Linked DNA regions of Rattus norvegicus: region 1 is linked to region 2. Evidence: chromatin contacts called from public Hi-C data. All regions are on one chromosome and are shown on one strand. Each heading gives the region's core, a stretch centred on a gene start, on an enhancer-like site or on the middle of the called end of the contact. The rest is flanking DNA. Distances are from core to core; before and after follow the strand shown. Region 1 has its middle 8.2 kb from the start of Vom2r44. Region 2 holds the start of Gmps (guanine monophosphate synthase).

Region 1 (3,515 bases), core at 318-2,817, 38 kb before region 2:
TACAGCAATTCACAAAAACTACACTATTCATTTCAATTAACAAGTAGCACTTTATAAAAAATATTTTCAGAGGATGTTTACATTCACTTTTTGTAAATCAACTCATATTTGTGTTTCTGAATGTAACACAAAAGGAAGGAAGGAAATAACCAATCTCTTTTGTGTATTTACTAACTCTAAATATTAAACTCCAAAGCTGCCACAAGGTTCACAGAAAACAAAGACCTTAATAGGAAAATTACAATGGTGCCATTAAATGATTAGTCGGAAGGTGCCTCTATTTCTAATAGCTAATAACCAAATGGCACAGGTCCTAAAGTTTTGGGGTTTGTTTGTTTGTTTCCAGCTATGTAGGGATAGCTCAGCCTTAGCTCATGACCTGAGCAATCTCAGAATTGCAGGTGGCTATAACACAGGGGTAGATTTCTTCTAAGAAAAACTAAAGAGTAGGAAGAAAGAGGGTGAATAAGTCCATGGGGTATACAGATCTCAACATGGATAACCATGTCAGTTGCCCTTCAGATTCCCTACACAGACTGGTATGTCTACCTTCTATGGAACATAGACGCAAGCAGATCCAAGTCAGTACCCAGGGTCTAAACTTAGCTAATGAGGACCTCAGCAAGACTCTCATCTACATTCTTAACCTGTTTGACTCTAACAAGAGACCAGTTATGTCCCTTAATAATTTTTTCTTTCTGAGAAACTTGTAACTGTGTGTTAGTGTGTGTGCATGCTACACACACACACACACACACACACACACACACACACACACACACACACACACACACACCCCAATTTGGTCAAATTTGAGTTTTTAAATCCTCAGATGACAGCAACCATGGTTGGGATCCAATTAAAAAGGTGAACAGTTCCATGAGATGCTGACTCTTCTGTATACAGTGTGCCTACTGTTGAAAGGTGGCATCTTGATATTCTGGGGACTCATTATGGGCTGTTAAAATGTTCACATACTACAACTGGATCCAGGTTCAATTCCCAATGATGGCCCAACAAAACTGTAGATACAGATGCAGCAAAAGCCATTACTGCCGTGCAAGCTTCGTGTCGTAAAAGATAGTTTTCCTCTGCCATCTGGTACAGCTACTTCAATCAAGACAAGAGGGAATTCTCCAGTCGAAAATATTTAACCTGTACTCAGTTAAACCTTGGGTTAATTAAAGAAGTATCCATCACTGAGGCAATATTAGTGAAGGCTTGCCATCTAACATCACTCTAAAGAGTCTCGGAGAGTGGAGTGAGGATCATGCAGAAGAGCAGTGAAAGCATGGTCAGAACACAGGGAGTGAGAATGTTGGTATCATTTCTCAAAGGCAATGGGGTCCCCAGAATTCCTGTTAAGAGATGATACTGTGATAGTGGATCTATTCCTGATTAGTTGTATGCAGAACTTCAACAGAGAATTAGAAAGCCTGAATGCACTCCTGCTCTGCCAACAGTTAACAATTACAAATACTTATCTGTTGTCAAAGCAGCAACATATCCTAGCAGCTCTTCCAAAAACACATAGTAAAGAGACAGTCTACAAACACTGCAAGTGAGCATTTTCAAGAATCTGAGATGACCAAATCTTGATGGTATGTTCTTCAGCTGGTGGCAACAGATCAATGTTTATATAAACACTATCCTGCTAATGCTTTTTCTTGCTTATAACTAAGAATGCATCTAGGCATGTGGCCCAATTGGTAAGTGCTTGCCAAGCACACACACATGGTTCTGGGTTCAATTACCAGTAACATAAACTGAGCACAGGACTGAGGTGGTGTAGGCAAGGGTGAGAAGACTCAAGGCCATCCTCAAATACATGATGAATTTGAGGATGAGCCAAATAAATCCTGTTTCAAAGAGACAAATGTAACTATTCAGCATTGGATTGGTGTTGGAACTTCATAAGATGAGGCAACAAGATTAAACTGACCTTTCCAGGTCCATGCTTCCTTAACAGCAAGGCAAAACAGTAGGATGAACAGTGTTGTCTATTTTACCTGAATACCCTCATTCTCTATACAGAATAGAATTCAGTTATTCTCCAAAATTGGCCATCAGAAGCTAAGTCCCCACACAGCAATGAAATCAATATTATGATTTATGGTTGCATGTAGCTACTATATGATGAAGAGAAAACAAAAAAATAAATAAAACAGTATAATCCCATCACTGAGATACATCTAAAAGCTTGTCCTCAAAATTTATGTCAGGGGGCGGAGAGATGACTTAGCAGATAAGAGCCACTGACTGCTTTTCCGGAGGTCCTGAATTCAATTCCTACCACCAACCACATGGTGGCTCCCAACCATCTGTAATGGGATCTGATGCCCTCTTCTGTGTGTCTGAAGACAGTGACAGTGTACTCATGTAAGTAAAATAAATTACTCTTAAAACTAAAAAAAAAAAAAAAAGGTAAAATAAAAACTTATGTCAGGTTGTTATATCCCATGGACAGACCATCACTGATAGGTCCAATAAGATAGGACTAGGATTTATTGATTTGACTTTTAAATTTTTCTGGTCTGCCAATTTGGGAATAAATCACATTTTCACAGATCTCTCTTACTCTAATAGTTATGAAGAAATAAAACACAATTATGCAGACAAGTATCCAAGTAACTAATAGTGTAAGCCAAAACTGCCCAGTATATCAAGTGATAAATGTTACTAAGCACGAAGTCCAAGCAAAAAGTAAACAGCTTGCAAGGCCATATGCTTTTAGGGCTGGAATACACTTAATGGAAGGATGGCTTCCTCTAAGAAAAACTGGAGGGTGGTTCTTAAAGTCACTGGCACATTTCCAAGTTGAGCTTGTTTGTCTCCTTGACTGTAACTATTTTCAATGGCCCACATGGACTACTATGACATCAAGTAAGCTATACAGTACAAGGCAAAATGACCACATAGGAAAATAGACAGTAAACCTGAAAATCCTCTTAGTTTCACCAAGTTTCTATATCATGTGCAGATATGTTCTAGAGAAATTCTTTTCAGCATTAAAGATTACATAAAGACATCTAAGAGAAAACGTAAGAAAAACAGTAAGCACATTTTAACTCTTTCTGAATATTATATATACCATCAACGTCCAGAATGCAAAAGTCACAAATAAGCAGCACTTCCAAAAGATCACCTGACCAGCTATACACAGACCATGGCAGTAACCAACTTCAGGGTAAGAACATCTTATATCCTTCCTGATTCTTGCTGTTTATACCAGATATGCTTGCTAGAACAAAGTTTTTAATGTAATCAAACATGCACTGATTCCTTGGTAAACATTCTGTATTTGGCAGCTCCCACTCAGAAATAACACAACCCTCAATCTGCCTAAGTCTATCACATCTTCCTTTTACAAAGAACTTTCTCGCTGGGACAATGAACACTTAACCTTTTGTAGAAGACAAATACTGTTTCCAGTGTGTATGTCTGCTGTTAAGAGATCCTTCCCCCTTGGTTGAGCAGCAGTTTCTGGCTATCCTCTAGACTATCCAAAAAGATGA
Region 2 (3,554 bases), core at 389-2,888:
GGTAGCCTTAAACTGACATATGTCTCCACCCACCTTGATGGTGCTAGAATAGCCATCTGTGATAATTAATTCTAATTGTCCAGCTTAAGAATTAGTTTATTGTTTGAATTAAGTTTTTGCATTTTATTTTTAAATTCCTTATAAGTGTTTTGCCTGCGTGTCTGTCTGCAGCATTTGTATGCAGTGTCCACAGGGGCCAGGTGAGGGCGTTGGACCATCTGGGCTGGAGTTATAGACAGCTGTGAGTTGCTCACTCTGTCACATGATCTTGACATAAAATTTTGCTATTCACCTTAAACTCAAATATATCACAATGATCAAAATATCATCTTGAGAAAATGTTGAAAAATGGTCATACTGTTTTAGATAATTTTGTGAAAATACTATTCTAGATCGAAGTATGTTCTATAATACGCTGTGAACTCACCCACCATAAAGAAGAATTCTTCCAGTGAGTTGTAAGATTAAAAATTAAAGACAAATGTGTGTAAAGTGAGACTTATTCTTCATACCATGACAGGTGCCAACGTTTGAGAATTTGGAGCTACCTCACAATGTTTATTTACTTGTGCATTACAGGTTTTGAATGATTATTATATATTAAACAGCCATTCACGAGGTCGTGACACTTAAGCTCCAAGTTTGTAAGGGTAGAAATTATTCCTGGCTGTAGAACAGTTATCCCCACTCCAAAGTTTGGAGTTTCATACACCCGAGGAGAAATTTAACCAGATTGCTAAAGCTAGGCCACAATCATGCACAAGAGTGATTACTTTTTGCTAAAGTAATTGTATTTCAACACTGCAGTTTCTCGCTGACAAAACTGACTTTGTGAAGGTCAGAAAGCTCTCCAAGTCAAAGACGACTTTCGGTCGGAAGTGAAGGGGGCCAATTCAGTGGCCAGGCAAGAAAGAACGACGTCTAAGACTGGGAGTTGAAGGCCACAAGCGCGAATCAACCGCCCAACGCTCTCGCGTCTTGGCTAACACAGTTAGCCAACTTTTTCAAGCACTCAGGGAGACCTCAGTTCCCAGGGAAAGATCCCAAACGCGGGAGAACACGTTCCCCAAAACTAGCACGTAAAACACGAGACATAGTACGCAGGAACTATAGCTGGCCACACATTCCTCCCCTCCTAGGATGGCGGGAGAAGAGGGTGACAGAGAACACTTGGGACTAGGAACAGAAGCTGCGGTCATTCCGGAGACAGAAAGGCCTGCACTAGGTTGGAAAGAATGCAGGCAGGCCTGGCGCGACCGCCGCAAGCGAGGCCCCGACCCTGCCCTGAGGCTGAAGGGCCTGGGAGTCCCCAAGAATCGCGGCCCACGGCTGGGTCCCCTCTGCGCTGGAACTTGACGCTTTCGGCAGCGAGGGCCGCTCGCATCCACACACTAGCAAAGCCAACAAAGCGCCTCCGATGCCGGAAAGCCACGCCGCAGGCCGGGCTGGCACATGCGGAATCCCGCTGAACCCGCCAAGTGAGGCGGACGGATGCCCAGGCCTCGCTCACGCTGCCGGAGGGAAGCAGAGACCCCAATCACAGACTGACCTTGGAATCTCCGTTGCACAGGGCCATCGGGGACCAGCGCGGCGGGCGCAGACCGCTGGCAAGGCCTGGACGCGAGCAGCACAGCACCGGGACCGGCTGAAGCGTGAGGCACAGCAACAGCCCGGAACCTGGCCTCGGCCTCAGAACACAGAAGCGCGCGCTGTTCCCTCCTCCAGCTTCCGCCCGACCGCCTCTAACCGGCCCCGCCTCCTGGCCCCGCCTCCCAGGCGGGGCCGTGCAAACTCCGCCCTCATTGTCACTCGGAGAAGAGAATACCCAGCCTACCAAAAAGGAAAGCATCAGCCTTGCCCCTAGGCAGGGCAGTAGAACTGGATGTGATAATTGGCATTAACTAAGTAGTGGCTACATACCATCTCAAACCTCAAATCTTTGTAAACTGCAAGATACAGTTAAGTAATGGATTCATTGTCACAATAAGGGTGGCTCAATTTTTCTGGATTTTTGTTTGTTTTTCTAAATAAGGTCACTCTGAAGACCAGACTACCTTCAAACTTAACTTAGATCTACCTGCCTCTGCTTCCTAAGTGCTAAAATTAAAGGTGTGTGCCACCACTCAGTTTTTTAACAATAAGCTGTAGATTTCTCAGAGAGCCTACCTTGTTGAAGAAATTACCTTCTATTTACTTGATTGCCTGTTTGATTTTGGTTGTTTCTTTCTTTCTTTTGTAACAATGAATGGTAGCCAGTCACCACCTTTGACCCCAGCTCTCTGGAGGCTGAGGTAGGCACATCTAAGTTCCAGGCCAGACTAAAAAAATAAGGAAATAAATAAATTTTAAAAAAGGTTCAAAGGCTCTTGATCTATCTATCTATCTCTCACTCTGGTCTACAAAGTGAGTTCCAGGACAGCTAGGGCTGGATAAGGAAACCTTGAGTCATTGAGCAGGGTGGCTGGGGAGATGACTCAACAGGTAAGAACTACCTAAACAATGAAGACTTGAGTTTAATTCCCAGAATCTACATCCAACCCAGGTGTGTCCACATTCACCTATAAACCCAGAAAAGCGAAGGATGGAGATAAAAGAAACACATGGGCTTACTGGCCACCAGCCTGTAGCCTCAGGTGTAATGAGAGAACCTGTCTCAAAAAATAAGGTGGGGGGGGTGATAAAACAGAAAACCTAATATCCTCCCATGGCCTCTGTGCCTATAAACGCATGTGCACATAGACCCAAACCCTACCCCCAACACACACACACACACACACACTGAAATAAGAACTTTTACAAGCAACAACAAAAAGAATGGATGGTGTGAATGAAGAAGCTAGGTGTCATTGGTGTTCTAACACACTTGTTACAGTGTCCCTGTGAGTTGGAGACCAGCCAAGACCACAGCCTGGGCAAAAAAAAAAAAAAAAAAAAAAAGGCAAGGAAGTAAATAAAATTGTTCAGAGGTGTCTCTCTCTCTCTCTCTCTCTCTCTCTCTCTCTCTCTCTCTCTCCTCCTCCTCCTCCTCCTCCTCCTCCTCCTCCCCCCCCCAAATCCCTGTCATGGGGTGATAGTTAATCTTGGCTCTCAGTTTGACTGAGTCTGGAATCAACTAAAAGATAAGCCACTGGGCACAAGTGGAATAGATTTTCTTGAGTAGGTTTTCTGTTGTCATCATGTTCCCACACAAGGAGATCCAAGAGAAGGCTTTTCTTTTCTGATTATGGGATGTAGGTGTTGCTGTGAGTCCATCTACCCTGTCACTGCTGGTAACAGCTTCTTCACTATTGAACACAATTTTTTCAACCTGCTAATGTGGACTAAAGGCCAGTGGCTCTCCAGGAACCGTTATGTCCTCAGTATAAGACTAGGACAATGGAGGAATCTCAACAGCTGAGTTGTCTGAACAGCTACCAGGTTCTTGGTCTTTCCAGAACCTGTTCAACAACACACACTATTTCAGGTAAGGCACTCTAAGAAATCTCATTTACTATTCTCAGTTCTAGTCTGCTGGAGAGCCCTGAATAATACACTCCGCACTACTTGGGACTGGA

Evidence for each region. Hi-C and Micro-C count contacts between places; a contact is called where the count stands out from the background.
Region 1: a contact with region 2 is called in a Hi-C map of the A7r5 cell line, with 1.6 times the contacts expected there. The contact joins the enhancer-like site here to the promoter of Gmps in region 2. A contact is called at or near these places in 3 of 12 Hi-C or Micro-C datasets (the A7r5 cell line, Schwann cells and prefrontal cortex).

The regions. Positions count from the first base shown.
Region 1 is chr2:150,636,858-150,640,372 of GRCr8, reverse strand. It overlaps a transcript of Gmps not described here. Among named protein-coding and RNA genes, the nearest start is that of Vom2r44, 8.2 kb to the left of the region's middle. Within about 2 kb of position 1,567, at least 1 of the 93 cell types and tissues checked has an H3K27ac peak or open chromatin away from gene starts, as enhancers often do. A contact at or near this core is called in the A7r5 cell line, where this site is marked.
Region 2 is chr2:150,598,913-150,602,466 of GRCr8, reverse strand. It overlaps Gmps (guanine monophosphate synthase), which reads right to left and starts at 1,638. Exons shown (of 16, transcript NM_001024754.1): 1 at 1,550-1,638. The coding sequence starts at 1,576.